Linked DNA regions of Mus musculus: regions 1, 3, 4 and 5 are each linked to region 2. The links are chromatin contacts, called in public promoter capture Hi-C and targeted proximity ligation maps. All regions are on one chromosome and are shown on one strand. The core of a region is the stretch at or near the end of the contact, and the rest is flanking DNA. Distances in the headings are between cores, read along the strand shown. Region 1 holds the start of Tsga10ip (testis specific 10 interacting protein). Region 2 holds the start of Klc2 (kinesin light chain 2). Region 3 holds the start of Efemp2 (epidermal growth factor-containing fibulin-like extracellular matrix protein 2). Region 4 holds the start of Rbm4b (RNA binding motif protein 4B). Region 5 holds the start of Sptbn2 (spectrin beta, non-erythrocytic 2).

What was found. Promoter capture Hi-C pulls out the DNA fragments that hold promoters and counts their contacts.
Region 1: a contact with region 2 is called in a targeted proximity ligation map of embryonic stem cells, with 6 times the contacts expected there. A contact is called at or near these places in 13 of 39 promoter capture datasets (the 3T3-L1 cell line, the C10 cell line, cranial neural crest and 7 more), 1 of 484 Hi-C or Micro-C datasets (muscle stem cells), 16 of 130 datasets of targeted methods (the HPC-7 cell line, bone marrow-derived macrophages, craniofacial prominence and 9 more) and 4 of 9 other capture datasets (adipose tissue, embryonic stem cells, liver and 1 more).
Region 3: a contact with region 2 is called in a promoter capture Hi-C map of stem cell-derived epiblast-like cells, with 2.8 times the contacts expected there. A contact is called at or near these places in 10 of 39 promoter capture datasets (the 3T3-L1 cell line, the C10 cell line, erythroid cells and 4 more), 2 of 484 Hi-C or Micro-C datasets (both in embryonic stem cells), 5 of 130 datasets of targeted methods (the NIH/3T3 cell line, cardiomyocytes, embryonic stem cells and 1 more) and 1 of 9 other capture datasets (pancreatic islet).
Region 4: a promoter capture Hi-C map of pre-B cells shows a contact between it and region 2, with 2.6 times the contacts expected there. A contact is called at or near these places in 1 of 39 promoter capture datasets (pre-B cells), 2 of 484 Hi-C or Micro-C datasets (embryonic stem cells and pro-B cells), 2 of 130 datasets of targeted methods (large pre-B cells and pancreatic cancer cells) and 2 of 9 other capture datasets (adipose tissue and embryonic stem cells).
Region 5: a promoter capture Hi-C map of frontonasal cranial neural crest shows a contact between it and region 2. A contact is called at or near these places in 1 of 39 promoter capture datasets (frontonasal cranial neural crest) and 1 of 130 datasets of targeted methods (pancreatic cancer cells).

Annotation. Positions count from the first base shown.
Region 1 is chr19:5,401,026-5,406,524 of GRCm38.p6, reverse strand. It overlaps Tsga10ip (testis specific 10 interacting protein), which reads left to right and starts at 4,019. Exons shown (of 8, transcript NM_001373978.1): 1 at 4,019-4,193; 2 at 5,366-5,499. The coding sequence starts at 4,065.
Region 2 is chr19:5,115,523-5,121,253 of GRCm38.p6, reverse strand. Klc2 (kinesin light chain 2) reads left to right here and starts at 2,956. Exons shown (of 16, transcript NM_008451.3): 1 at 2,956-3,132; 2 at 3,822-4,060. The coding sequence starts at 3,833. LOC115489018 (a long non-coding RNA gene) reads right to left here. Exons shown (of 2, transcript XR_003952889.1): 2 at 1,922-4,553.
Region 3 is chr19:5,471,106-5,476,217 of GRCm38.p6, reverse strand. Efemp2 (epidermal growth factor-containing fibulin-like extracellular matrix protein 2) reads right to left here and starts at 1,528. Exons shown (of 11, transcript NM_021474.3): 1 at 1,444-1,528; 2 at 1,040-1,157; 3 at 762-810; 4 at 1-152. The coding sequence starts at 1,150.
Region 4 is chr19:4,754,955-4,760,670 of GRCm38.p6, reverse strand. Rbm4b (RNA binding motif protein 4B) reads right to left here and starts at 4,146. Exons shown (of 4, transcript NM_025717.3): 1 at 4,010-4,146; 2 at 3,002-3,425. The coding sequence starts at 3,413. The region is part of intron 2 of Gm21992 (predicted gene 21992); the gene reads left to right.
Region 5 is chr19:4,708,587-4,713,706 of GRCm38.p6, reverse strand. Sptbn2 (spectrin beta, non-erythrocytic 2) reads right to left here and starts at 2,499. Exons shown (of 37, transcript NM_021287.2): 1 at 2,063-2,499. Gm42061 (a long non-coding RNA gene) reads left to right here. Exons shown (of 3, transcript XR_003952887.1): 3 at 1-58.

The DNA of each region.
Region 1 (5,499 bases), core at 2,770-5,269, 280 kb before region 2:
CCGGAGCTCTGGCTCCTAAAGATGTAAGATTGGGGTGGCTTTCGCTTTTGGGGCTGGGGGTTTGCGCTCCTGGCTCCTGAAGATGTAAGCAATAAAGTTTTGCCGCAGAAGATTCTGGTTTGTTGTGTTCTTTCCTGGCCGGTCGTGAGAACGCGAATAAGAGTTACACAGTGAAATCATGTCTTGAAAAAAAAAACAAACATAAAAAAGGAGGAGGAGGAGGAGGAGGAGGAAGAGGAGGAGGACAGGAAGAGGGAAAGAAGACAGTTTAGTAGCTTCAGGTTTGAGATCTCAGCAGGATACCAGCTGTTTCCAAACTGATGTCATTACCAACTCACTCTCTCAAAATTTACCCTAGAGGCTGGCAAGACACCTCAGCGGGTAAAGGAGCCACGAAACATAACGTCAACCTAAGCTTGACAGCTGAGACTCACACGGCAGAAGGGGAGAACTGACTATAAGTTATCCTCCCAGTGGTCACATGCATCCCAGACCACACACCCCAGCCTATCCACAAATAGATAAATAAGTGTAAAAGTCTAAGAAATCTACCCTTGCACCGGGAGCACGTTTCAGGAGGCAGGGTGCGTGCCTGGGATGCAAGAAGCCTTGAGTTAAGGGTCCAGCACCAAATAAACCAGGCACAGTGGCGAGCACTGTAATCTCCACGCTAGGGAGGTGGAGGCAGGAGGATCAGAAGTTGAAGTTTATCCTTGTCTGTATAGCAAGTTCAAAGCTAGCCTGGGCTACATTAGACTCTTTCTTAGATAGATAGATAGATAGATAGATAGATAGATAGATAGATAGATAGATAGATAGAATCCAATTTGAATCCATTCATACTTCTGACAAGGATGAGGGTCAAAAGTGGCAGAGTGTGGATCAGGCTGGGGCTGGAGAGACAGCTCAGAGGATAAGAGCACTGGCTGCTCTTCCAGAGGATTTCGGTTGGGTTCCCAGCACCCACATGGAGGCTCACAACTGTAACTCCTTTCCAGATCCAGTGTTCTCTTCTGACCTCAGCAGGCACTGAATTCATGTGATATACATACAGATATACTTGTGGGTAAAACACCCATACATATCAAGTAAAAATGTCAATATTTTTTAAAAAATTAAAAACAATTAAAATGTGGCACACACTTACAGTTCCAGCACTTGGAGCCTGGGCAAGAGGATCAAGAACTCAAAGCCAGCCTGGGTTGCACAGCAAGAACACATCTCAAGAGCTAGGCTTGGTGGCACATACCTTTAAACCCAGCACTTGAGAGACAAAGGCAGGCAGATTTCTGTGAGTTGGAGGGCCTACCTAGTCTACAGAGTGAGTTCTAGGACAGCCAGGGCTACAGAGTAAGGCCCTCTCTTGAAAACAAACAACAAAAAACCCTAAACAACAAACAAACCTGTCTCAGGCAAAAGTGCAATGGGTTGGAAACTTCTGCCTGTAATTCCAATATATGAGAGGTGGAGACAGGCGCTGAAGAGTTCAAATCCATCCTTTGCTACATATAGCTTGAGGCCAGTGTTCAAAACATAAGACCTTGCCTTTAACAAATAGAATAATTTCTATGATGGTTAATTCTGGGTGTCAACGTCACCAGACTAAGTAGTCAATAGAGCACAGATGCTTCCAGAAGCTAGACCACGAGTCTTAGTGAACTAAGCAGGGAGATGGGCCCCGGCAGCTGATGGGCATCATCCACGCAGCTGGAGCAGCTGGGGTAGACACAGGAAGAAAACAGGACTTTTCAGGAGCTCTGCTAACTTCTGCTGCCACCAGAATTCCAGGCTCCTGGGTGGCAAGGTGGTTGGCTTAGCAGGTAAAGGCACTTGCCGTCAGGCCTGATGGCTTGAGTTCAATCCTCAGGAAGGACTCCTAGAGTTTTGCTGTCTTCTGACCTCCAGATATATGCGGTGGCATGTTGGTGTCCCCCCATCCCCCAGATACACACACAATAAAATTTTTCTGAGTTCGAGGCCAGCCTGGTCTACAGAGTGAGTTCCAGGACAGCCAGGGCTACACAGAGAAACCCTGTCTCGAAAAACAAACAAACAAACAAACAAACAAACAAATTAAAAGAACTCAAGCGTCTCTGGCCTTTGCCCCAGGGAGCTCTGGTTCTCAGGCTTTTGACCATGAACTATAAGTTATAAGAGGAGTTCCCTGGCTCTAAGTTTTTCAACTTTTTCTGAAGCCCCACTGCTGCTGGTATCTCTATCTTGCAGGCAGATGATCTATTGTGGGGCATCTGAGCCATCCTCGTTACATAAGTTAATTCCATGAATAAGTTTCCTGTCCTATATATCTCTACGCCTTACTTAGCATGTCTCACTGAAGAATACTAACAATACAGGCATGCCACAAAGCTTTATAGTGACTTGACACAAACTAAAATCATCTGAGAAGAGGAAACCTCCGTTGAGAAAATGCCTGTGTCAGATCAGGCTGTAGCAAGCCTTTAGTCTTAATGACTGATGTGGGAATGCCCAGCCCATTGTGGCTGGGGTCATCCCTTGGCAGGTGGGCCTGGGTTCTATAAGAAAGAAGCAGAACAAGTCATGGGGAGCAACACAATAAACAGCACCTCTATGGACTCTGCATCAGCTCCTGCCATCAGGTTCCTGGCCTGCTTGAGTTCCTATCCCGAATTTCTTGGATGATGAACTATGTATCCAAGCAAACTCTTCCCCCACCCAACTTGCTGTTTGGTCATGGTGTTTTATTGTAGCAATAGAAACAGTAAAATGACAGGCTTATTCTTTTTTCTTTTCTTTCTCTCTTCCTTCCTTTCTTTCATATATATACTGCAGCTGTCCTCAGACACACCAGAAGAGGGCATCCGATCCCATTATGGATGGTAGTGAGCCACCATGTAATTTCTGGGAATTGAACTCAGGATCTCTGGAAGAACAGTCAGTGTTCTCAACTGCTAAGCCATCTCTCCAGACCCAGGCTTATTCTTTTAATTGAAAATTAAATCATATTTTGAACTTTATTGTATTTGAAATTTTTATTTTAATTGAAATTTAAAATTGTATTTTGCCCAGCGGCTATTCGGTAATCCTATGTTCTTCTTCCCTTTAAGCCTAGTGGCTCAGTGGCAACTTCCAACCACTCATCATGTGCTCCCCCAATTATGAAGTGAACCAGGAGTTCTCAGATCCAATGGGCCCTTACATGGCTAGAGAGGTTTAAAATATGTACATGCCAGCTGGGTGTGGTGGCGCACGCCTTTAATCCCAGTGCTCTCTTGAAGCAGAGGAAAAGCAGAGGACGGTATGTTCAAGGACGGCCTGGCCTATACAGTGACTTTCAGGCCAGCTAGCTAGGCTACATGTTTTTGTGTTGGTTTTTGATTTTTTGAGTCAGGGTTTCTCTGTGTAGCCCTGGCTGTCCTGGAACTTACTCTGCAGACCAGGCTGGCCTCGAACTCAGAAATCTGCCTGCCTCTGCCTCCCGAGTGCTGGGATTAAAGGTGTGTGCCACCACTGCCCAGCATGTTTTGTTTTTGTTTTTGTTTTATTTTTTAATTTTTAATTTTTTTAGGCTACATGTGAGACACTGTCTAAAATAAGCAAAACAAAATGCTCAAAACAAAGCCAGTCAATGTATAAATATACACCATTAGGCTCAGGAAACAAGTATGGCTGAAGTTCTGTCATTCTCAGGTTGAGGGGCTTGCTGCCTCTCTGAGGGACACAGTATCCTGCGGCCAGAAGGCCATGGCCTGCCTTGTGCAGCAATGGGGCATTTTCACAGGACCTGAGGGCCCTTTGAGGTGACAAGTTCTGATATCCCTTCAAAAGCAGATGGATAAACATAGGCCTAGAGAAGTAGGGAGCTTATACCAGGTCAGGTTGCAGGGGCAGAGGCAAGGCCCAAGGCAGTTCTGGGCGCTGTTGAACACAGTCTCGTAAAGGAGACCAGCAGAACTCTGGCTGATCGCTACCGAGTACTTTTTGCTGGAATCATTCAGACCGGTCACAGCCTGGTTGTCATGGAGATGGCAGAGAGGGCAGTTCCAGAGCTGGCAGGTAGGGGTGGGAGAGGGCAACATGCCAATATGCTAAACACTGACCAACTGTTGGTTAGGGCCTTATCGGAGAGACCAAGGCAGAGTACAGAGCCCTTGGTTCCAGGGACATCTACAGGGCTGTTCAGACTTCTATCAAGCATCTCTCCGGAGGACCAGGTGAGGGAGGCAGGCCCAGTTGGGGAGCTTCAACCGCCCATTGGCATCTTAGGCCAGAAGAGGTCAGCCCTGGCTAAGGCTCTTGAGGAAACGTAAGACTGGAGCTCAGGTCCTGGTAACAGTTGGGAATGCCTGGGACAAGGACCACAGAGGACAGATGGAGCAGTTTGGGAACACTGCAGGGAGGAAAGGAGTTTAGGGAAATAAAAACCCTTCCTTCCTTCCTTCCTTCCTTCCTTCCTTCCTTCCACTAAGGAACTTGTCACTTCCTCAGCACTAAGTCCAGAGCCCTGGGTGACATCCAGAAAAATGTGAGCTTTTGTTGTGGGTGGTGTGGCTTGGTGTTTTGGGGTGCCAGCAGTGGATGGCTTGTTGGGCAGTCTCCTACCAAATTACCTGATCTGGGCTGTCCTGGAGCTCACAGTCCTCCCCTCTCTGCTTCCTGCGTATCTGGGGTTACAGCTGTGTGTCATCACACCCCGATATTTTTCTAAAATTTAAAGAAGTCCAAACCAGGCATGCTGGTGCAGCCTGTCATCCCAACACTTGGGACACAGAGGCAGGAGGATCAGTAGTTCAAAGCTATCATCAGCCAAGCCATGGTGGCACATAACTTTAATCCCAGGCAGGTTGGCCTCTGAGTTGGAGGCCGAGTCTACAGAGTGAGTTCCAGGACAGTTAGGGCTCCACAGAAAAGCACCATCTCAAAACAAAGCTATCTTCAGCTATACAGTGAGCTTGAGACCGTCCTCAGCTACACAAGACACCATCTCAACAAGACAACAAAAACTAATAATATTTATAAATATTTTAATATTTATTATATTATTTTTAAATATTTAATATTTATTATATGTAAGTACATTGTAGCTGTCTTCAGACACTCCAGAAGAGGGCGTCAGATCTCATTACAGATGGTTGTGAGCCACCATGTGGTTGGTGGGATTTGAACTCCGGACCTTTGGAAGAGCAGTCGGGTGCTTTTACCCACTGAGCCATCTCTCCAGTCCAGCTTGTGCTGTCTTAACAGAAGAGGTAGTGAATGATCAGAGAAGGTTATAGGCAGCCACAGCACAGTCTAGACAGAGAGGAAGCCCCTGGGAGGTGAACCTGAAGAGGAAGCACCATATGGGAGGCTAGTCAGAGCTCCCCTCTTCCCTGTCCCTGCCCAGAGGTGCCTTGGGAGTGGTGACAGTCTCCAGAGTCAGAGCTGCCAGCTACAAAGATCTTACAGCGCAGGGCAGACAACAAAGAAAGAGCGAAAGGCCCGGAGGCGGAACAAGAAAGGCCGTGGCTCAGCTGAGGC
Region 2 (5,731 bases), core at 1,707-4,206:
AGGGGCTTTCTAAGAGTTAGAGTTTCTCAGGAGAAGAGAGTGAGCCCCCTGTTAGGCTAACAGGACAGGACAATCTCTCTGTGAAAGATGGCAAATGCCAAACCTTGTTCTCTGAGCCCGAGTCCAGCCCTTATTCAAGACAAACCCCTTCCTCAGAAAATTGGACATAGTACTACCGGAGGATCCCGCAATACCTCTCCTGGGCATATATCCAGAAGATGTCCCAACTGGTAAGAAGAACACATGCTCCACTATGTTCATAGCAGCCTTATTTATAATAGCCAGAAGCTGGAAAGAACCCAGATGCCCCTCAACAGAGGAATGGATACAGAAAATGTGGTACATTTACACAATGGAGTACTACTCAGCTATTAAAAAGAATGAATTTATGAAATTCCTAGGCAAATGGATGGACCTGGAGGGCATCATCCTGAGTGAGGTAACCCAATCACAAAAGAACTCAAATGATATGTACTCACTGATAAGTGGATATTAGCCCAGAAACTTAGGATACCCAAGATATAAGATACAATTTACTAAACGCATGAAACTCAAGAAGAACGAAGACCAAAGTGTGGACACTTTGCCCCTTCTTAGAAATGGGAACAAAACACCCATGGAAGGAGTTACAAAGTTTGGAGCTGTGATGAAAGGATGAACCATCTAGTGATTGCCGTATCCATGGATCCACCCCATAATCAGCTTCCAAACGCTGACACCATTGCATACACTAGCAAGATTTTGCTGAAAGGACCCAGATATAGTTGTCTCTTGTGAGACTATGCCGGGGCCTAGCAAACACAGAAGTGGATGCTCACAGTCAGCTATTAAATGGATCACAGGGCCCCCAATGGAGGAGCTAAAGAAAGTACCCAAGGAGCTAAAGAGAACTGCAACCCTATAGGTGGAACAACAGTATGAACTAACCAGTACCCCAGAGCTCTTGTCTCTAGCTGCATATGTATCAAAAGATGGCCTAGTCGGCCATCACTGAAAAGAGAGGCCCATCGGACTTGCAAACTTTATATGCCCCAGTACAGGGGAACGCCAGGGCCAAAAAGGGGGAGTGGGTGGGTAGGGGAGTGGGGGGGTGGGTATGGGGGACTTTTGGTATAGCATTGGAAATGTAAATGAGGAAAATACCTTAAAAAAAAAAAAGACAAACCCCAGGTCCCTGAGATGCCTATAGACTTGTCAACTGAGAAGTTGGCTGAGGGTGGTGCTGGCCCCTTGTTACAGAAAATGAGACCAAATGTAGGTTTGGAAGGACTAGTCAGGGGCAAGTGTATCTCTCTGACTTTTTTTTTTCCTTTCTGATTTTTGTTTTGTTTGTTTTGTTTTGTTTTTCAAGACAGGGTTTCTCTGTATAGCCCTGGCTGTCCTGGAACTCACTTTGTAGACCAGGCTGGCCTCAAACTCAGAAATCCACCTGCCTCTGCCTTCTAAGTGCTGGGATTAAAGGCGTGCACCAACCACGCCTGGCTTTCTGATTTATTTTTTATGTGTATGAGTGTTTCACTTGCAAGTATGTGTGTGTACCACATGAGTTCCTAGTGCCTGCTGAACTCAGATGGCGGTATCTATCGATGCCCTGGAAATGGTAAAGATGGTTGTGAGCCAATGGGTGCTGCAAATGAAACTCAAGTCCTGAGCAGGAGAAACAAATGCTCTTCACCACCGAGGCATCCTTTCAGCCATCCCCTCCCCTCCGCACGCTTTGTAAGGTAGCCGTCTACTGATTGCTACCACATTCTCTATCTACCCCAGGCCCCAGCCAACAGGTGATGACCTACATTCCAGAAGGCAAAACAAGAAAAATGTTAGAAAGGCCGATGTTGTGTCAGCACCAAGTGGGTGTGGAGTAGAGATGGGAAGAGTACTGTAGAATCTAGTGGGATAGGGACCAAAGAGGCCGTCCTAGTTAGAGTTAATATTGCTGTGTGGAAACACAGTGACCAAAAGGGTTTATTTGGTGCACTCTTCATCCAGTGAAGGAAGTCAGGACAGGCACCCAGAGAGAACAGAACCCAGAGAAAGGAGCTGATGCAGAGCCCATGAAGGAGTGCTGCTTCTGGGCTTGCCCTCTGAACTTGCTCAGAACTGCCTTCTGGCCTCACCTACCCTGGCCTGGGCCCTCCCACAACAATCAGTAAGAAAACAGGTTTTCCTGCAGCCCGATCCTATGGCAGCATCTTCTCAGCCGAGATTCCCATCTGTTCAATGACCCTAGTTTGTGTCAAGTTGACATAAAACTATCTAGCACAGAGGTCTTTCCTTCCGAGTTGGTGACACCCAATCTGAGGCCCCCCAATGACACCACCACAATCCAAAGGCACTCGTCTGACCTCCTTATCTGGTCAGCAGTATCCACCCAGATATTCCCCTCAGGGGCGTGGATCTTCTCCCTTCTCCACCGACCTCCACACGCTCCTTCCCACCCAATTCTCCTTTTTAACCAGAAGCCTCCTTCTGTTCCCTCACAAAGCAAACCTAGATGCTGAGAATTCCCTACAGGCACAGTCACCTCCGAAGCCGGTAAGAGGTGCGTCTCTAGAGCGCGGAGGGGGCTGGGGGGTCAGATGTGTGAGAGGTGGGTAATGGCAACACCCACCTCACCAGCCCTTTGTGAGCATTAAGTCAATGCACTAAGACATCGACAAAAACACTTGACAGTCAATCAATGTGGACCGACTCGCTCTGGAATCTGAGGAGGTCGGCCTTCTTGCTCCTCAGTCACTCTGGTCCGGGGTCGGAGCTCCGCAGAGCGCACAGACCTGGAAGCTCTGGTCCGAGGGGGCGAGTCCAGCCACGCCCCTCTGCGTCCCGTCTGGGCTGGCCCCACCCCGAAGCCGGCCAGGCCTGCGGGGCCCCTTTAAGGCAGCGAGCTGGCCGGCTGGAGCGTGTTTCGCCCCCTCCGACGCCGCCGAGGTAGCGGCTTCACCTTTAAGGCGGCGCGGGGACTGCTGGGAAGGCCGGCGGGATGGAGGCAGCGAGACGAGCTCACGGTCGAGGATCCGGGTGAAGCGGGACAGGAGCAGGAGCCGGAGCCGGGCCAAAGCAGAAGGTGCAGGTCGGCGCCGGCCGGTTGGGCCGGGAGACCCAGTCAAGCCGGACAGTGAGGAGCGGTTGCAGGTCGGCCTAGAGGAGGAGTCGTCGTGGTCGTGGGCGCGGCCTGTGGGAGGACCCGACCGGCCCGCGGGGAGGGGGCGCGGTCCCGGGCTGGGGCTGGGAATCCGGCCTTTTCTAGGGAGGGTCTGCGGGCCTCAGGCCAGCCTGCGGGAGGGGTCGTTGTGGGCGCGGCCTGAAGAGACCTGTCCCGAAACTAAAGACCGCAGTCTCCCCGGAGCGGCGGGGGCGGGGACGGGGTGGCGGGGCTCGGTCGGCCCTGGGGGAGGGGCTCGTGGTTCCGCTTGCCCTGGGAAAGGGGCTGTCGCCAGGGCTGAGACCCAGTTGCCCGGAGAGCCTGTGGCGTCTGACTTGGGAACGCCTTGCAATGCCCTAGTGCTCTGTGTACCGATTAGGACAGTTCCGAATAACTCTCGAAGATGGGCTTTAGATCAACTGGCCTGAGCCGGTGGTCTGGGGCGGAATCGGGGTCCAGCCTCACTTCAGTCACACCGCATTGCGTCTCCCTAGGCTAGACGAGCCTGGCGCGCCCCCTGTAGGCCGCGTGCTGGCACGGCGAGGACTGCGGGCTGAGGGATCTGGACATCCATAGGGACCTAGGCGTCCGGGGACCTCCCGGTGTTTACCTAACTTGGGGTGGACGGCGGTGTGGCCCTAGGCCTGGCGTCCGCCTGCCCCACCCCTTGCCTCCACAGACGGCACGACCATGGCCACGATGGTGCTTCCTCGAGAGGAGAAGCTGAGTCAGGACGAGATAGTGCTGGGCACCAAGGCGGTGATCCAGGGTTTAGAGACCCTGAGAGGGGAGCATCGTGCCCTGCTAGCTCCCCTAGCTTCTCATGAAGCAGGCGAGGCCGAGCCGGGCTCACAGGAGCGCTGCCTCCTCCTGCGCCGCTCCCTGGAGGCCATCGAGCTGGGGCTTGGGGAGGCTCAGGTAGGTCAGTGTTGGGGCTGTGGTGGAAGATTACCCGAAGGGCCCTGGTGATGTAGGAACACCCTCAGCAAGGAAACACAAGTCTTTCAGAGCGTCACGTTAGGACAATAAGCAACGTTCAATGAATACACTTTGGAAATGCCAGCCCTGCGCCCTGCCCCAACGGGCACCCTTACCTCACACTGAGCTATGCCATTCAGGCCTCATTCTACCTAACAGACTGGGATGACAGAAGAAAGCAGAAATACTTTAGTAACCTCCCCTCACAATACAATTATGCATGAATTCATTAAGTTGTATAGCTTCTCACTTACTGTGTGCTGAGCTACAGTGTGTTAATGCTCAGGATGCAGATTGAATGCAGACAAGGTCTGTGTCCTCCCTAGGCATGGTATCTGCAATCCCAGCTCTTGAGAGGTGAAGGCAGTAGGATCCCAAGCTCCAGGCCAGCTTGGGTCAGTCACATAGTAAGATCCTGGCTCCCCTACTGTCCCTTCAAAACAAAATAAGATGATTTTCCCCCCTAGTACAACAGGAGAAGAGAAACACACATTCAACTAGTTACTTGAAACAAGTTGTGATCAGTGCTCCAGGGACAGTAAGATCTTGTGACAGTTTGTAGAAGGGAGTCTTGTCTATTGATCAGGCAAGACTTCTCTGAGATGACTTTAGCTCAAGGGCTGGCCTCCAAAGAGGCAACTAGAGGACAGCTGCATGTGTAAAGACCGAGGTAGGAGAGCTCGTGGGCTTGAAGGGAGACAAGAATGGTGTACCTAGAACTTACGGAGAGGGCGAGAGGGACACTAGAGGCTGTGAGGAAGCAGAAGACAGAATATGTCCAGGCCATCAGGTGGCCTGTGGAAGGGTCTAACAAGCAGAAGATGCCTGACTTAGCTTCTGAGATCTCTCTGGGAGCTATGGAGAGTTAACCTTAGTAGGCCAAGGATGGACTCTTGGAACAAGTGACAAGGAAGCCACTGCTAGGCTAGAAGGGAGTTTGAATTAGAGGGGTAGCCATGGAGACACCAGTTCTAGACTGGGGTGGGGGCAGCACAACTCCTGGATGTTTGTGCTTTTAGCAAGTTTCAGGAAGAAAGACTGTTTAGTTCCCCATATACTGGGCTGTCGGATAGAGAAGGGTTTTGTTCTCTGTGGTTCTTGGCCAAGCCACTGCCTGGATCCAGAAATTCTGGGGTGCTTGTATTGTCTTAATTTCTTTGTCTTTAAAATAGCAAGCAAGGCATGGCAGTTCTTGGGAAGCAGAGGCAAGCAGATTTCCAAGTTCAAGGCTAGCCTTATCTACACTGAGTTCCAGGACAGAAAAATCCTGTCTCAAAAACCCAAACCAAGTTGAGTGTGGTGGCACACGCCTTTAATCCCACTCGGGAGGCAGAGGCAGGCAGATTTCTGAGTTCTAGGCCAGCCTGGTCTACAAAGTGAGTTCCTGTCAGCCACCCTTCAGGGTTCTTTGAACAATCACTAGCCCTAGACAGGAAGCAGTAATATATTGGTGTTAGCTACAGTGGGTAGATTGTAACCAAAGGGGAACAAAGGGAGAGTCTGAGAGCTCAGATTCCACAGAGAAACCCTGTCTCGAAAAACAAACAAACAAAAAAAACCCAAAAAAAAAACCCCAAACCAACATGTCCCCCCACCCTCCCAAAAAACATA
Region 3 (5,112 bases), core at 279-2,778, 360 kb before region 2:
TTGAGCATGGGCCGCTGGCGGTGGAGGTCCTTCACCATGGAGATCACTGATGACGGCAGCAGAGCGAGGCAGACACAAATAACCCCCGTAGTGGTTGATGCATTTCATCTCACCCTTGCAAGCCTCCGGGATGGTCAGGCACTCGTTGACATCTGCAGAGAGGGGCCTGCTGGGCACAGCCAGTCACCTGGGCTGGCCCTGGAGGTAGTGGGAGGCAGATGCCCAACTTGGCCTTCTCTAAGCTGAGCAACAGAGCAAGACTTTCTCTCTGCTAGGCAAACTAAGGCTGCTGACCCAGAAGCCCTGCCAGGGATTGGCAGGACTGGGAGTGGGGCCCCCTGTTTCACACTGGTATCTCCATTCTCCTGCCTCCTCAAATCCCTGCCTCTACCTTTGCCCAAGAGAAATTTTGCGGGCCTGCCGACCCACGGGGCATGCACGGCTCTCCCAGGCTGCATTGGGATAAAGAGCTGGGCTAGGCAGGTACAGTGCAGTCCAGGGAAGGTGTGCGTATTTCCTTCTCTCTGGGCAATAGCCAGGTGCTCCCTTCCCTCCTGCAGGATAGAGGCCGTTTGTCCAGCTTCTTGAAGGGGCAGGGCTCCTAACTGAGTGGCACAAGGGAAGCATGGCTGGCTACCAAGCTGGACAGGGAAAAGGGCCATCAAGTTCCTGCAGCAGCTCTGGGAGGTAAGGTATCCCTGGGAAACAACAACCCCCTTCCCAGTTCCTGAAGATGGCTAGTACCCCAGACAGAGACTCACCCCGGCAGTGCTGGCTGTCTGCATCCCACTCATAGCCATCTGTGCATTCCTGGAAGGGAACCCGATGTGGCCAGTGACCACCCTGGCTGTCTCCACCAACTAGCCAGGCCAAGACCAGGGCCAGAGTTCAGAGTCATGCTCGGGTCAGCTCCACACAATGGCCTCCAGCTTTCCACCAACCAAGCCGGGGAGAATCTTGCCCAGAAGCAGCCTCCCCAGGATCCTGATCTCACTGTCCTTCCCATCCCATCCCAAGCTGGTGACCCCACGGTCCCCACCGTGTAGCTGTCCGGCTCCTCGGGATCCTGTGGGGACGCTGCTCCCAAGAGCAACAGCAGAAACGCCCAGAGCAGCAAAGACCCGGGGAGGCAGGAGGCAAAAGGGAGCATCCTGAGGCTGGGAGGTGGTGGGCAGAAGTCAGGGGTTTCTGCCACAGCACCCCCCATTCCCTCTATCTGGAAGGGGAGCCTGGGTCCCAGCTGTCTCGTCTCAGGACTGTGCTGAGGCTGGAACCTTCCAGGGCTGGGGACAGAATCCTTTCGCAGGCCTATGGCCCAGGCCCGCAATCCCGGACCGCCCCGCCCCCGCCCCGCGAGTCGTGAAGCGCAGGCCTCCCCGCTCCGCGCAGCACCGACTCGGCCGCCAAACGGCCCGCGCCCTCCCTCCGCTGGAGGCCACTCACGCGTCGACTCCAGCAGTGCCTGCGGGCGGGCGGACGGACGGACGGACCGCGCAGCTCACTGGACGCGCGGCCCCAGGAAGCGCCCCCCGCCCGCCCGCCGGCCGCGGCCCACCCCGGCGCCTCCGCCCGCCCTTCGGCGGATTCCTGAGCCCGCGCCAGGGGGAGGGACCCCGACCCCCCGGCTTCTCCGCCCCGGCCGGCCACAGGCCCCCACCCGGTCCCCCGCGGCGCTGCCTGGAGTCGCCTGCGGACGCCCAGCCAGAGTTTCCCAAAGTTTGGATCCTTAGGCCACTGACCTTGATGCTTGGCCCCCAAACTCACCTAAGGACCCCGGGCCTTCACTCAAAATGTTATTCTGCCCACCTAGACCCTATCTAACCTGTGCCTCCGGAATCCCATGCTGTGCATTCGCACCTCCGTGTAACCCGATTCTGCGCCTCCCAGAACCTACTAGGCATTTAATCCTCAGAGCTTCAAATTCTACTCCTTTCAGAATTTTATCCAGTGTTAAACCATCATCACTTAGATGATCCTAAAACTTCATCCAAGGTTTCCAGACCCTCGTCCAACTTAATTAATTGTCCAAATTAATTGTCCAATTCCCTCTGCATCCACATCCACGGCCTCCAGGTGGTCTCTTTACTTGGGGTACTGCTTCCCCAAGCCGTGCCAGCGCAAAACTACAGTAGTATGGGGGAGAGGGCAGCAGTATTCTTGGCTCGAAATGAATGGAAGCCCCTGGGAAGGCGGGCAAGCTTGAACTTGGGCGCGGAGGACACTAGGGCCCAGTGCCAGCCCTTTCCCGAGCCTCTTCCCATCCAAGTCCCCCACCCAGTTTCCGCCTCCGCCCCCAGCGGAGATCATGCCTTGGAGGCGGAGTCTGGGTGCCTCCAGCGCCCAGGAAGGGGTGAATGGGCGGGACTTCGCGTTGCCCACGTCTCAAGGCGGGCCTAGACGGGAAAGGGTTGCGTGTCCAGGGTTCCCGTGCCTGGCCCAGACCGCTAGCGGCAATAACCAGGTCTTCCTTAACTTTCCCTTACCCAACCTCTTTCCATCTTGTTTGTTTGTTTGTTTTTGTTTTGTCATTTTGAGACAGGGTCTCACATTGTGTAACTCTGACTGTTCTGGAACTCACTAAGTAGATGAGGCCTCGAACTCACAAAGATCCGCCTGTTTCTGCCTCCTAGGCTCTGGGATGAAAGGTGTACACTACCATGCTCCGCTCTGCCTTGACGTTTAAAAAAAAAAATCTGCTTCATTTCATTTAACTGTCTGAGTGGTAATGTATGTGGTATATTCGTGTGTACCTATTCACCTTATGTTTTAAGACAGGGTTTGTCGCTGGAAATTACTAATTTAGCTAGATTGCGTGGCCAGAGTGCCAGAGTGGTCTGCCAGTCTTCACCTCCCTGGCCCTCTAAGGGTTACAAACCTGCATCACCACTATAGCTGGCCTTTATGCTAGGGCTGGAAATCTGAACCCAGACCCTCATGCTGTGTAGCAAGCGGTTTACCCAATAAGACATTTCCTCAGCTTCCATTGCCTTGATTAGAAAAAAGAAAAAAAAATTAACGGGCTGGAGAGGTGGCTCAGCAATTAAGAGCAATGACTGCTCTTCCAGAGGTCCTGAGTTCAATTTCCAGTAACCACATGGTGACTCACAACCATCTGTAATGGGGATTGGATGCCCTCTTCTGGTATGTCTGAAGACAGCAACAATGTACTCACATACATGAAATAAATTAATAAATCTTTAAAAAAAAAAAAAGAAAAAATAAAAAAATTAACTTTTAATGATGCATATACATGTGTATCTGTGTGTTGGTATATACACCCGAGTGCAGGTGTCCACAGAGGCCAGCAGTGTCCCCTGGACCTGGAATTACAGGAAGTTGTTAACTGCCCGATGTGGGAACCAATCTCAGGTCATCCGGAAGAGGAATACTGGAGCCATTTCTCCAGCACTGACTTTTTTAAGCAATAGAGGGTGAGGGGTGTAGCTCAGTAGCATCCTGCTTGCTTAGCATTACCAAGATCCAAAGTTCAATCCCAGGAACTAACTCCTGACACACTAGAGTGTGTGTGTGTGTGTGTATGTACATGAGTGTGTGTGTATGGATGTGAATGTATGTACGTGAGTGTAAGTGTATGAGTGTGTTAATGTGTGTGTGAATGTCTGTGTATGTGAGTGTATGAGTATATGTGAATGTATGTGTGTGAGTGTAGAGTGTTCATGTGTGTGAATGTCTGTGTATGTGAGTGTATGTTATGAGTATATGTGAATATATGAGTGTGAATGTGAGTGTAAAGTGTGCGTGTGAGCTGGGCGTGGTGGCGCACGCCTTTAATCCCAGCACTTGGGAGGCAGAGGCAGGCGGATTTCTGAGTTCAAGGCCAGCCTGGTCTACAGAGTGAGTTCCAGGACAACCAGGGCTACACATACAGAGAAACCCTGTCTTGAAAAACCAAAAGAAAAAAAAAAAGAGTGTGCATGTGAGTGTGTGAATATGTGTTGGAATTCTGAGGTAGAACAAAGCCCACAGAGAGAAGTGTGAGGAAGAGATGGTCCTGAGCAAATGTGTACTGTTGATATTAACATAGTCATGTGAAGGGCCCCAATCACTCAGACCCGTGGGGATGGCAGGGCCTTCTCCAGGTCAGGCTCAGGCGGGGCCATCCATGAGGACAGATGCTGACAGTATGTGTATTTTGAAAGCCCAGATGACTGTAGCCTGAAACTGCTCCCCTGCAGAGATCCCCTAAGGATTAGCTTCAGCTCATATAATGAATCAGCTGAGTTTCCAGGCTGCTGCTGTCTCCCTCAGAACACATGGCCCGTTCCCCGGGTTTTCTTTATGCCTGTCTGTTGTTTCTTCATTCCCCATTGCCAATCAGGCCAATCTCAAAGCTTAATGGGGGGGCGGGGGGCAGAAGAAAAAGAGAGAGAGAGAGAGAGAGAGAGAGAGAGAGAGAGAGAGAGAGAGAGAGAGAGAGAAAGGAAAGGAAGAGAAGATAAATATAAGGAAAAATACCTGGCTTAGTGGCACATAGGAACGAGGTGGATCTCTGAGTTTGAGACCAGCTTAGTCTCCATAGGGAATTCCAGGACTGGCTATATTGAGAGACCCTGTCTCAAATATACATATAATCCTTTCGGGGTTTTGTTTGTTTTGGGGGGGGACTTTTGTTTTGTTTTGTTTTTTGTTTTTGTCTTGGTGTTTCAGGCAAAGTCTCTTTACATAGCCCTGGCTGTCCTAGAACTCACTATGTAGATCACACTATTCTCCAACTTAGAGATCCGTGGGTCTCCGCTTCCTGAGTGCTAAGATTAAAGGTGTGCACCGCCACACTGGCTTACATATATATTTTCTTAAAAGGTAAATTGCAGCTGGGCAGTGGTAGCATACAACTTTTATCTCAGCTTGAGAGAGGCAGAGGCAGGTAGATCTCTGTGAATTTGAGGCCAGCCTGGTTTACATAGTGAGTTTCAGGGCAGCCAGAGCTACACGGTAAGACCTTGTCTTGAAAACAAAAAGACAAAACAAACAATAAACAAACAAAAGAACCAAAAGGGCAAGTTGCATAGTAAGTGACTTACATCTCAGTTAATCTGTTTGTTGTTCTTGTTTGAAACAGGGGCTCTTTTTTTTTTTTTTTTTGATTTTTGA
Region 4 (5,716 bases), core at 2,897-5,396, 360 kb after region 2:
AGGGTTTCTCTGTATAGCCCTGGCTGTCCTGGAGCTCACTTTGTAGACCAGGTGGCCTCGAACTCAGAAATCCGCCTGCCTCTGCCTCCCGAGTGCTGGGATTAAAGGCGTGTGCCACCATGCCCGGCTACAAGTCTACTTTTAAGGGGGAAAAAAACCAATGAATTTGTTGACTTTGATAGATTCTGACTGAGTTCATTTTCCATTGAACTACAGTGATTTTACTTGATGTCTGCCCTGCACTAGTCATGCTTTTAGTGTAGAGGATGAGAATGCTCTAGTGTGGCAAAATCCATTTCTACAGTTGTGAACTTAGAGCTAGAAACACCTGTAAAATAAAATTCTGTGCTTTAGAATCTCTAAGTTACTGAAATTTTACAATATTTACCAGAAAATCAGCCCAGAAAAAGCATTTTCTCTTGAAAACTAGAACAAGAGAGACTATTAAAATGCTAAAAAGTTAATCCTAATTCTGAAGGTCTATCTTAGGTGAGGGTTCACGGAAGACTGGAGATGTAGGTGACATGATAATGCTCCATTGCTTTGTCACTAGAAGGACACCCCTAAGGTCTTGCACATCCTTCCCAATTCAGCTGTCCGGATGGTTACTTGGGAACAGCTTCTTTGTGGTTCCAATTCAAACTGCATTCACTGCTGCCTGTGGAGAGGAGACATCTTGAAAGCCCCAGGTAAACTTAGTCTATGCTTAGAAGTTACACAATGCAGAAACTTAAATACTAGACAACCATTAATGCACAGAATATTCAAAAGATGTTCAAAGTGGCACTTTATCAACCAAAAAGGCATTAAGTTGAACAAAATGCCAAGTTGGCATCTAGATTATAATTTCAAGAAGACACATGACAGGCTTATGTATAATGCCAGCACTTAGAGTCTGAAGCGGGATTGTGATTGTGAGGGCTGTCTCAGCAAACAAACAAACAAACAAACAATCAAAAAACAATTACCCAGTACTAAACTTTGTTACATCATGGAGAAAAAAATTAGCTGAGTACAAAAATACCTGCATATGTAAGCAAGAGCCAATCACTCTTCAGAAGAGCCAGAAAAAGAATGTGATACTAATAAATGATTCTTTTTCAACTCAGTTTATTGTCTGTACTTTCTATGGAAGTGATTTATTTATATTTTTATATATATATATATAAAATAAAAATACATCCATTGCATTATTCAGTTCCCTGTTTCTTTGTAATTATATCTGTTATTAAGCAAATACAAGGGATAAGCAGCATAACTCAGTGGAAATGTGTACAGAGCATGCTCAAGATCCTGGGTCCAATAGTCAGCACCAAAGAAAAAAAAAGGTCCCATGTACTCATCCTTCTCATCCTTTTAACTCATTTCCTGAGTTAAATGTAAAAGGGCGTATACTATACACTGAGAATTTCAGTTGCAAATTTAGGTTTTTTTTTTTTTTTTTTTTTTTTTTCCCATTTTGTTACCTTCTTCAGGGATGGGGACATACAGACTCATGGTAGAGCAGTATTTGTGGGGCCCTTGGATGACCCCAGAACCAAAGGGCTGGGGCAGGAACTCCTTCCTTATGCTCCCCTGCGCATTTATGACCTCTTTCCACATCAAGTGAGAATTAGGAATGTTTAAAGTTTAACTGTCAGATTTTAAGTACTTTCCTAACCAGAGTAGAAGCAATCGTGGTTGCAAATAGCATTCAACTTTAATTAATATTGCTTTTATTGTCAAAATGCACATATTACCTCCCTGCCATCCTTTCACAGAGGCACACAGAGTTGTTTTATAATGGGGAAAGCATAGGGAATACACTTGTCAACTTGAGGTTAAGGACAGGAATCAGCTACAACGTTTAGGCTTTCAATAACTAAAGGCCAGGGTATTAGTGGTGAAGCTAGAATACATAATAGTGAGCCTCCAGTAAGCATCACTATTTGCATATTTACACTTTTCTGATTTAAGTTTACCTTTTCTCCACCAATTCATTGTTTTCTAATAAGAGGACCTTTGTATATTTAACTTTTAGGCCACAAAAAGATGTTGACTTAGGAACTAGAAAAGTAGACTTGAATTTGTGGTCCAACATGACCGTGTCAATAAAAGACTTGGATAACTACTAACCAATGAACTTCCTGCAATGTGGGTCTGATCTGTTTCCTAATACAGTAGCCATTCTCTCATTCTTGCCCACACTGGAAAAATCTAATTTGAAAATTTACTTGAATTAATTTAAATTTAGTAGCCACTTGTAACTAGTGGTTACTATAGTAACACGATTGCAAGTATTTTCAGACAAGATCCTATGGTACTGGTGATAATACTTATGATCAATATAAGCAATATAATAAGCTCTATAATGTCCTTGATGAAATTTCCCTAGAAGCAAGACCATCATTCCTATCCAATTTCTAAAGAAAAAAAGCTGTTTTCCTAGCCTGTTAAAGTAATAGATGGAGCAGAAGAACCTATGACCTGTTTCCTGGCTTTGCCTGTAGTAGCCCACAGACTGAACAAATTTGAACACCTCAAAGATACCCATCTACCCAACCAGACTCACCACAGATTCTCATACTGCGCTTCTTCTAGATTCCCTTTTTCCTCTTTACTACCACCAGCCATCCTCGAAAGCAGCAGAGGGTAAAAACTCTCAAAGGCTTCTGGGTCCACCACAAACCAGCAACAAAGTCCTAACCTCTAGCCCTTCTCACACTACCTAACTACTTCTCTGCCTAGGCAACTTAAGACTTGTGACAGTACTCAAGTGAATGAAGACCAAAGGCAGGCAGGCAGGAGCCCATGCAGTTGTGGAGAAGGAGCTTGGCGAATACAATGGGGAAGGCTTACTTCCCCAGAGTGAATTATGCTAAGAGTAGTAAACATAACCTGTTCTTTGCATTTAAAAGAATGGCAGAAGCCACTCTTGAAGCCCTGTGGTCTTGTGTTCTTCCCTCTGCCTTGAGCTAGAGACTCCACGAAGGTCTGCCACCCAATCCCCAGAACAGTTCACCTTGAAACTCTGTGTTGTCGAGGCCCCTGATGGCCTCCACCGCATCCTCTGCCCGCTCCATGTGTACAAAGGCATAATCTTTCACGATGTCACATTCGATGACTGGGCCGTACTCCTCAAACTTGGCCCGAAGCTCTTGGTTGGTACAAGTGGGGCTGATGTTGCCCACGTGTAACTTGGTTGAAGCTTTGCTCTTATTCTTGCTGGCTTCCACATTGATGTTCACTCCGTGCAGCTTGTAGTGGTGCAGGTTGCGTATGGCATCCTCAGCGGCCGTCTTGTCCTCTATGTGCACAAAGCCATAATTCTTAATGATGTCACATTCCAGCACCTTCCCGTACTGCTCGAAGAGTGAGCGGATCTCCTGCTCTGTGGCCTCCCGGGGCAGATTTCCAATGAACAGCTTCACCATCCTGACAAGAGCCTGGCAGAGAAGAAACAAGATTTTAAAAGTCAGGTGTGAAGTGAGAAACTGACACTACAGCACACCCCGACCCTCACAGTTCTTTTTGAGAGAGGAACTGCTGTGTGACAATGCCAACAGAAGGTCGGGGGTCAGAATGCACAACAAGGTCTAAGATATATATCCGTGAGGTCAGGCACATTGACTCTACAAGGTTAGCTCCTTCACGGTTTAGCACAGGGATGAAAGACAAGTGGAAGGCATGAAGTATCTGAATGTCCCTAGTTACGGGTTTTTGGAGGGAAATCTGTGTACCTCTCCACAGCGCGGTATCCCCTCCCACCATACTCCAAGAACGAAAGCCCTCTTTCACCCAACACTGGACCCCTATCCTCAGCGGCCCAACCTCCGCTGCAACATCCCAACAAAGACTCGGCCCGACCCCTGCCCCGCCCCCTCCGGAGACCCGGCCCCGCCTCCTTTCCTTGTCTTCCCGGGACCTTCCTCAGAAGATGAGTGGCCCCAAACCCGAGCCTTCCCGGCCCTCCGAGGTCCGGCCCAGTCCGCTCCAGGGCTTCCCACACACCCACAGCATCCTCTCCTACCTCCGGGTGGTGCCGGCGGTGGCGGCGGGTCCCGCGTCAGAGAGAACCCTACAAAATGGCGACGGCCGCTCGAGCCTCGGCGCGACCGGGCGCTTTCTCGCGCGCCAGCTCACGCACGCGCGAGTGCGCGCTGCCTGCCTCCCCTCCCCCTCGCAGGAGCGGGGCGACCAATCCTGCGGCCGCACACAACTGTCCGCCCCCCGTGCGGGGGCGGGGTCATGTGGTGACGGCACTGCGGAGCGAAGGTCAGCCCGCCCCCAGCCCGGGCTAGCCAATCACCGCCTTGGGAGTGGGTCGCGGCTTGCGCGTCAAGGGGGCTCAGGAAGCAACCATTGCCTTGGCAAAACCGTAAGGCCCGGGGGAGTCTCTAAGCATCACAATGGATCGTGGTATTGGGCGCACTGTCGAGGGGGCTGATGACAAAGGGTTGTGTCACTGGGCCCGCTAGAAGGGGGTTTTCTCAACCTCTGGCTGCTGAGAGCGATACTTCAGAAACCCAGGCACTACCACATCTTAACCTAATCTCTCCCTTGTTTGGGTAGGAAGGGGTAAGAATTCCCGTAAAACAATTTAATTTTCACTGCAATAGTGTTGTTCATTGGTGAAGAAGCTGAGACTGAGAGTGGAGTAGAAAGATAATCTGGGTTAGAACTAGGTTAGGTCTGAGGGAGGCATTTCTCTATCCAAACTATACTTTGTCATGTTTATTCATGAATATACGTGGGCTGGCTTTCCCTCGTAGTATCTGTCTATCCTGGTTCCTGAAATGTGGTGAGCATTACCAAGGAATACGTTGTCCAGAGGTCCAGGGAGAATCCAGGTTTGGGGAATGAGTGACAAGGGTTCCGCATCCGTCCCAAGCTGCCTGAGGCACAGGCAATTGTCAGGCTCCAGACTCTCTGTTGCGGTCCAAGGGCACCTCCTGGTGGCAAGCAGGGTACCAGCTTGGTGGATCACTATCACAAAGCAGCGGGCTTACAGACATTGAGGGATTGAATTCATCTCCTAGAAGAGGCACCGGGATGGTTGTTAGACCATCCCCATTGTTGTCAAAACAATTCCCCATTGTGGTAGTTCCAACACCAGCTCCTCCAATAGTATAGAGATCAGTTCCCCGAGTTGACTTCCTGCACCCAAGCTACTTGGAAACATTTCTTTACCAAATCCATGTTTCCCACTCATTTCAGAAGGCATTGTCTAATTGTAATTACACATTTTTAAAATTAATTTTTTTTGGTTTGTTTTTCGAGATGGGGTTTTCTGGCAGTCTTGGCTGTCCTGGAACCTCCTCGGGATCTGCTATCACCTAACCTTGTACATTGTATTTTGGGATCTCTTCCCAAATTTGTGGGGGCTCCACAACTAATGCTCTACTAACAGTTCCCATTTTTTTCTTTTTTAAGATTTATTTATTTATTTATTATATGTAAGTACACTGTAGCTGTCCTCAGACACTTCAGAAGAGAGAGTCAGATCTCGCTATGGATGGTTATGAGCCACCATGTGGTTGCTGAGATTTGAACTCCTGACCTTCGGAAGAGCAGTCCGGTGCTCTTACCCACTGAGCCATCTCACCAGCCCAGTTCCCATTTTTCTATACAATTTCATTTCACCCCCTTTCTCCCTCCCTGCCTCTTTTAGACATGGCTTTTCTGTGTAGTCAAGGCTGTCCAAGAACTGGCTGTGTAATCCAGACTAGCCTTGAAC
Region 5 (5,120 bases), core at 1,250-3,749, 410 kb after region 2:
TGGAGAAAAAAAAGAAAAGAGAATCACAGTGAAACCCAGGGTACTTTAAAAAGCAAGAGAAAGATGCATCACAGCAACGAACAGGAGAAAAAAAAATAAAAACAAAACCAACAACCCAACCTTTCCCCAGTCAGTGAGAAATGTGGGAGCTGGGCTGAAGACACTGAGACTTTCATTTTCTCCTTTAGAATGTGCTGTTTAGGCTGAGCATGGTGTTGCACACGTTACCTCCGCACCCAAACCACTGGCAGGAAAATTACCTGGTCTAAAAATAAATAAATAAATGAAAAATCCTTTACCGGGGCATAATTATTCAGACTCACTTCCCCTCGGTTGCCACCCCCGTCCTAAGCTTGAGCTGACATCAGTTTCCTTACCGGAAAAGTCTAAGCTCCATCTTAGCTTTTCCTTCACCCCCTCCCTCCATCCTGTGCTCCTCTCAACATGCCGAGAGGGCTGCCCGGTGCTCAAGCTGAGATGTACACGTACACATATGAAACTCACTCTTCTCTCCTCACCTTAAAGAGAAACTGGGTAGCGGATATCTACTGACAATACCTACAAACACAGGCTCTTAAAATTGGAATTGTAATGGGGGAAGACAGCTGAGAAACAGCCCACGGAGAAATCAAACCTGCATCTCAGACAAGCATGCAGTGTCATGCATGGGCTCCTGGGGTGCAGGAGGCTGGAGCCAAAGTAGATGGTGTTTATGGAATGTGGAGCTAGAATTGGAACCCCAGTCAGGCAGCCTTGCTGGGTAGTTGTGTGACAGGCAGAATCCACAGGCCTGTAAATGTACAGGGGCTCCAGAAACACCTTACACAACACTTCCTCACTGCCCGAAGAGGTTTTATCCTCTCAAGCAGCTACAGCCATTTCCACCAACCGTGTCCACTTCTCTTATCAATGAGAGCCCTAAAAGGAAGCATGGAGCTATAGCTACCACAGTGGGGAGGAAAAGCCCACGCAGCACCATAGCCAACAAGCTGCGGAGCTAGATGAAGCTGGGTATTCACAGGCCCCAGGCAGACCTAGTGCGTCCCCAGTCCCACTACCAGCACTGGCCGGTCCGCCGCAGGAACCGACGCACCGCTAAAAACATGCGCTGCCAGAAGCGCTCCGAGCCCAGGCGACCCCGATCCATCAGCGCGTCTGTCAGCCCAACTCTTCCAGACTCTTCTCTGCGCTCCATAGAGGTCCGCGTGCCCCAAGCCTCGGCCCCCAGAATCTTCACAGCGATACCTGGGTGTCCCGCACAGGACCCGGGAACTCGGCGTCGCATCCTCCCTCCTGAGCTCCCCAGGACCGACCCCGCCGCCTGCACGCGGCCGCACAAAGCGCGCCTCCTTGCCGGCCGGGACAAAGCGGGCCGGGGCGCCGGCTGCACCTACCTGGGTGCGGAGCGCCTGCCGGGCACGGGGAGCGCGGCTAGTGGGGGCACACTTGTCGCCGCGCCCACAGCCCGGTCGCGAGGGGTGGTTGCGGGAGGTTACTGGCGGCGGTGGCGGGGCGGCCCAGGGCGCACGGCAGGAGGGCGCTGTCACAGGGCGCGAGCGGCGCGGGGGGCGCGCGGGGCCGGCGGCCGCGGGGCGCGTGGCGGCTGCGCGCGGGCGCGAGCGGCGGGACTGCGGCGCCGCGGAAGGAGGACAATAGCCTCCCCCTGCCGCAGGCCGTCGGCTCCCGCGGGAGGCCCGGGACCATCTGGAGCTCGCGGCCCCGCGGGGCTTGGGGCGGGGCGCGAGTCATCCCCCTCCCCACCCGGCGTCATGGCAACCGCGGCCCCTCTAGGTTCCTGCAGTAGTTCTCCGGTAGGGGGTCTCTGACCTTCCCCGGGGCAAACGCAGGACGTTCGCTCCTTCGCCAGTTCCCGACCCCCCACTGTCTTCCGCGTGGATGCCCCGATTGACCCCCACCTTCCGGTCCTCGCCAGCCCCGCGACACCCTTGGGCGTCTGGGTACCACCCACAGTTAACCAGGCTTATTCTTCCCAGTTTGGAATTCCACCTTTGTCTCTGTCGCGCCTTTGCCTGGATGCGCAACCCCTTTAAATGTCACTTACCTCCGAGGTTTCCCCGAGATGCGGCCTCCGTTTCCTTTTCAAAGGTCCCTTTTGGGGCACCTCCAGGCCATCTCGCTTAAGCGTTTCTCTCTGCCTTGCCCCCTTTCTCTCGTCCTCCTTCTGGCAGGTAGGCTGGCCCGCTTTCCAAAAGCATCTCCATGGTGCTCCTGGAGATTCGCCTTCTCACAAATCAGATTCTCGGAACCGTCATCACAGCGGCTCCTCAGCTCCTCTCATTTATCAACCAGGAGAATTCCGGCCTAGTCACTGTCTTAAGGGGGTTGGGGGCAGGGATGGACATTTCTAGTCCTAGCACGGCCGGGTTTCTTCCTGGTTTATTAGCAGCTGAGTGGTCTACGGTTTAATGGCATTAACCAAGGTGAGCTGCTATCTGCCTAGGAGAGGAAGGAAATATGCCCAAATCAGAGCAAATGCACAGAGTGGGTGCTAGCAGTGGGTGCTAAAAGTGCGTTATGTCATGTGACACTCCCACCCCCACTCCAGCTCTGAAAGTACTGTTCCTCCAGATTGGAGAGCTAACTAAGCTCAGGGAGGTACCAGAAGGGAGAAAAAAAAAAAAAAAAAAAAAAAAAGATGGATTTTTGTAGCAAGCCTTTGGGTTCTATACTCCTGAGAAGAGCTAGGCCCTTTCATACACTAGGAATGCCTGAGATGGACAAGAAAGGACCACAAAAAGAATGTTCTTTCAGTGAATTATTGAGCTTAGGGTATTAAAATAGCTTTATCGTTAACTAAATTTTACCATTTTGCTTCTTTCTGGGAAGGTATGCATATCTAAAACAGCTACATGTAATCACACTACTTTTCAGGTATGATTTTCACAGAGTAAGATCACTGTGTTCAATGTAGTTTTAAAAAATCTGTAAAGTAAAACAAAACCTTGCTACCACCACCAAACAGTTGCATTGTTTTATCCATCTGGCCCTGGTTTTCCTCGTGTATAAAGTGGGTTGGGGAGGGACTGGGGAGTTTTGTTAAACTGCTAATCAGATCTGAGATTCTATCATTAAACGGGAATTTAGCCTTCTGTAAACTGTATTTCAGGGTGTTTATGATTTTTAAAAAGTCACTTATGTAGAATGTGCTACGCCTTTAATCCCAGAGTTCAGAAAGAGGCAGAGACAGGCAAATCCTGAGTTCAAAGCCAGCCTGCTCTACATGGGAATTCCAGGCCAGCCAAGAATTTGTAATTACAAACAAAACAAAAAAACTACCTCACTCCATCCAGCAGTGTAAACATGAGCTTCTCCTGACCCCAGAGCCGGAGTAGTCAGGATGTTCAGGACTAGGCCAAGCTGTACATGATAGTCGTCATGGAAACATGGCCAGGAGACATTAAAACTGATGATGAGATGGGAATCAGCTCAGCATCAGGCAAACTGCAAACCTTTCGTTTCTGTGGCTCAGGATTCTGGGAACTGAGGGTCTCAGAGACAGCCTGTTAGGTTGTGGTTAGAGTAGGCAAGGGTGATATTAGGTCTTGTGATTGACCAAAAGAATAGTGTTTTTAAATTAATTCTTCATTCCAGTATTGCACAATCTTTTGAAAAACCTTAAAAGCATTCTAATTTTCACTCTTATTAATAATCAAAATGATATTCAGACACCTAAGTGGAAGTCCAAATTAACCAAGTTAACTTACGGCAGAGACTCCTTATCTTGTGATTCTTAGTCTGTTCAGAGAAAGAGTAGGGCAGAAGAATTAAAAGTATAGATTTGGGGTCTGGGGTAGCCCAGTGGTCGATCAGTGGCCTTGCACAAGGCCTTGAGTTCAATCCCTAGTACCAGGGGCAGCATTGGCCTTGGAGTTGGATGCCCTGAGGTTAATATCTACTTGGGAACTGTGAGTGCTGGTTCACACAATTAAGCCAAGCACCCAGTAGGCTGAAGCTTGAAGGTTAGAGGATCAGCCTGGACTACAAAGTGAGACTTGTCTCCAAACAAACCAACAAACCTGGTTTTGTAGCATGTCCTTAAATCTGTACTTAGGGGGGCTGGTGAGATGGCTCAGCAGGTAAGAGCACCCGACTGCTTTTCCAAAGGTCCGGAGTTCAAATCCCAGCAACCACCAGGTAAGAGCACCCGACTGCTTTTCCAAAGGTCCGGAGTTCAAATCCCAGCAACCACATGGTGGCTCACAACCATCCATAATGAGATCTGACGCCCTCTTCTGGAGTGTCTGAAGACAGCTACAGTGTACTTACATATAATAAATAATAAATAAATCTTTAAAAAAAACCTGTACTTAGCTCCTTTGTGATGGAGCTTCCTCGCCTATGCGAAGTGAGGGTCAGGTGAATGACTGCAGGTAAAGCACCAGAGCAGCACCCCGCCCACAGCGAGCACTCAGTCCACGGCACCAGAACAGCACCCTGCCCACAGTGAGCACTCAGTCCACGGCACCAGAACAGCACTCCGCCCACAGCGAGCACTCAGTCCACGGCACCAGAACAGCACCCCGCCCACAGCGAGCACTCAGTCCACGGCACCAGAACAGCACCCCGCCCACAGCGAGCACTCAGTCCACGGCAGCCATTGTTTTACCAGACTCCGACTTTACTGTACTGTTTCCCAATTTGGAAAGGAAGCATGCTCAGTAAACAGAATGCTGAGATCACTTGTCTCAGCTCTGCGACTGGGTTGCTTTGGAAACTTGTTCTTTTTCTCTGTAGTGAATCAGTACAGTCAATGACAAAGAGAACCTCTGCTTCCTTTTCCTGTGAGTTGCCAAAGTGAATGGAATGATATCCCCCTAGCGTGCTGAGCTGCTCAAAGGATTCAAGGTTCCTGCTTAGGCTAGCCACAGCTCAGGGGAAGGTCTTGGCTAGACTGTCATGCCTCGAGTTAAAGCTGGATTTTCAGTTCTGTATTACTCTTCAGCTCTATTCTTCCCTCTCATGATTCTTCTGGCCCCTGTTCTAAATCTCATCCCCCCACCCCCACCCTCATGGCCCTCACTCCTGGTGAGCTCATAAACACATTTAAGGCGAGCTTAAAAGGCAGGCAATGCAGGGACGTGGTGGCGCACGCCTTTGAT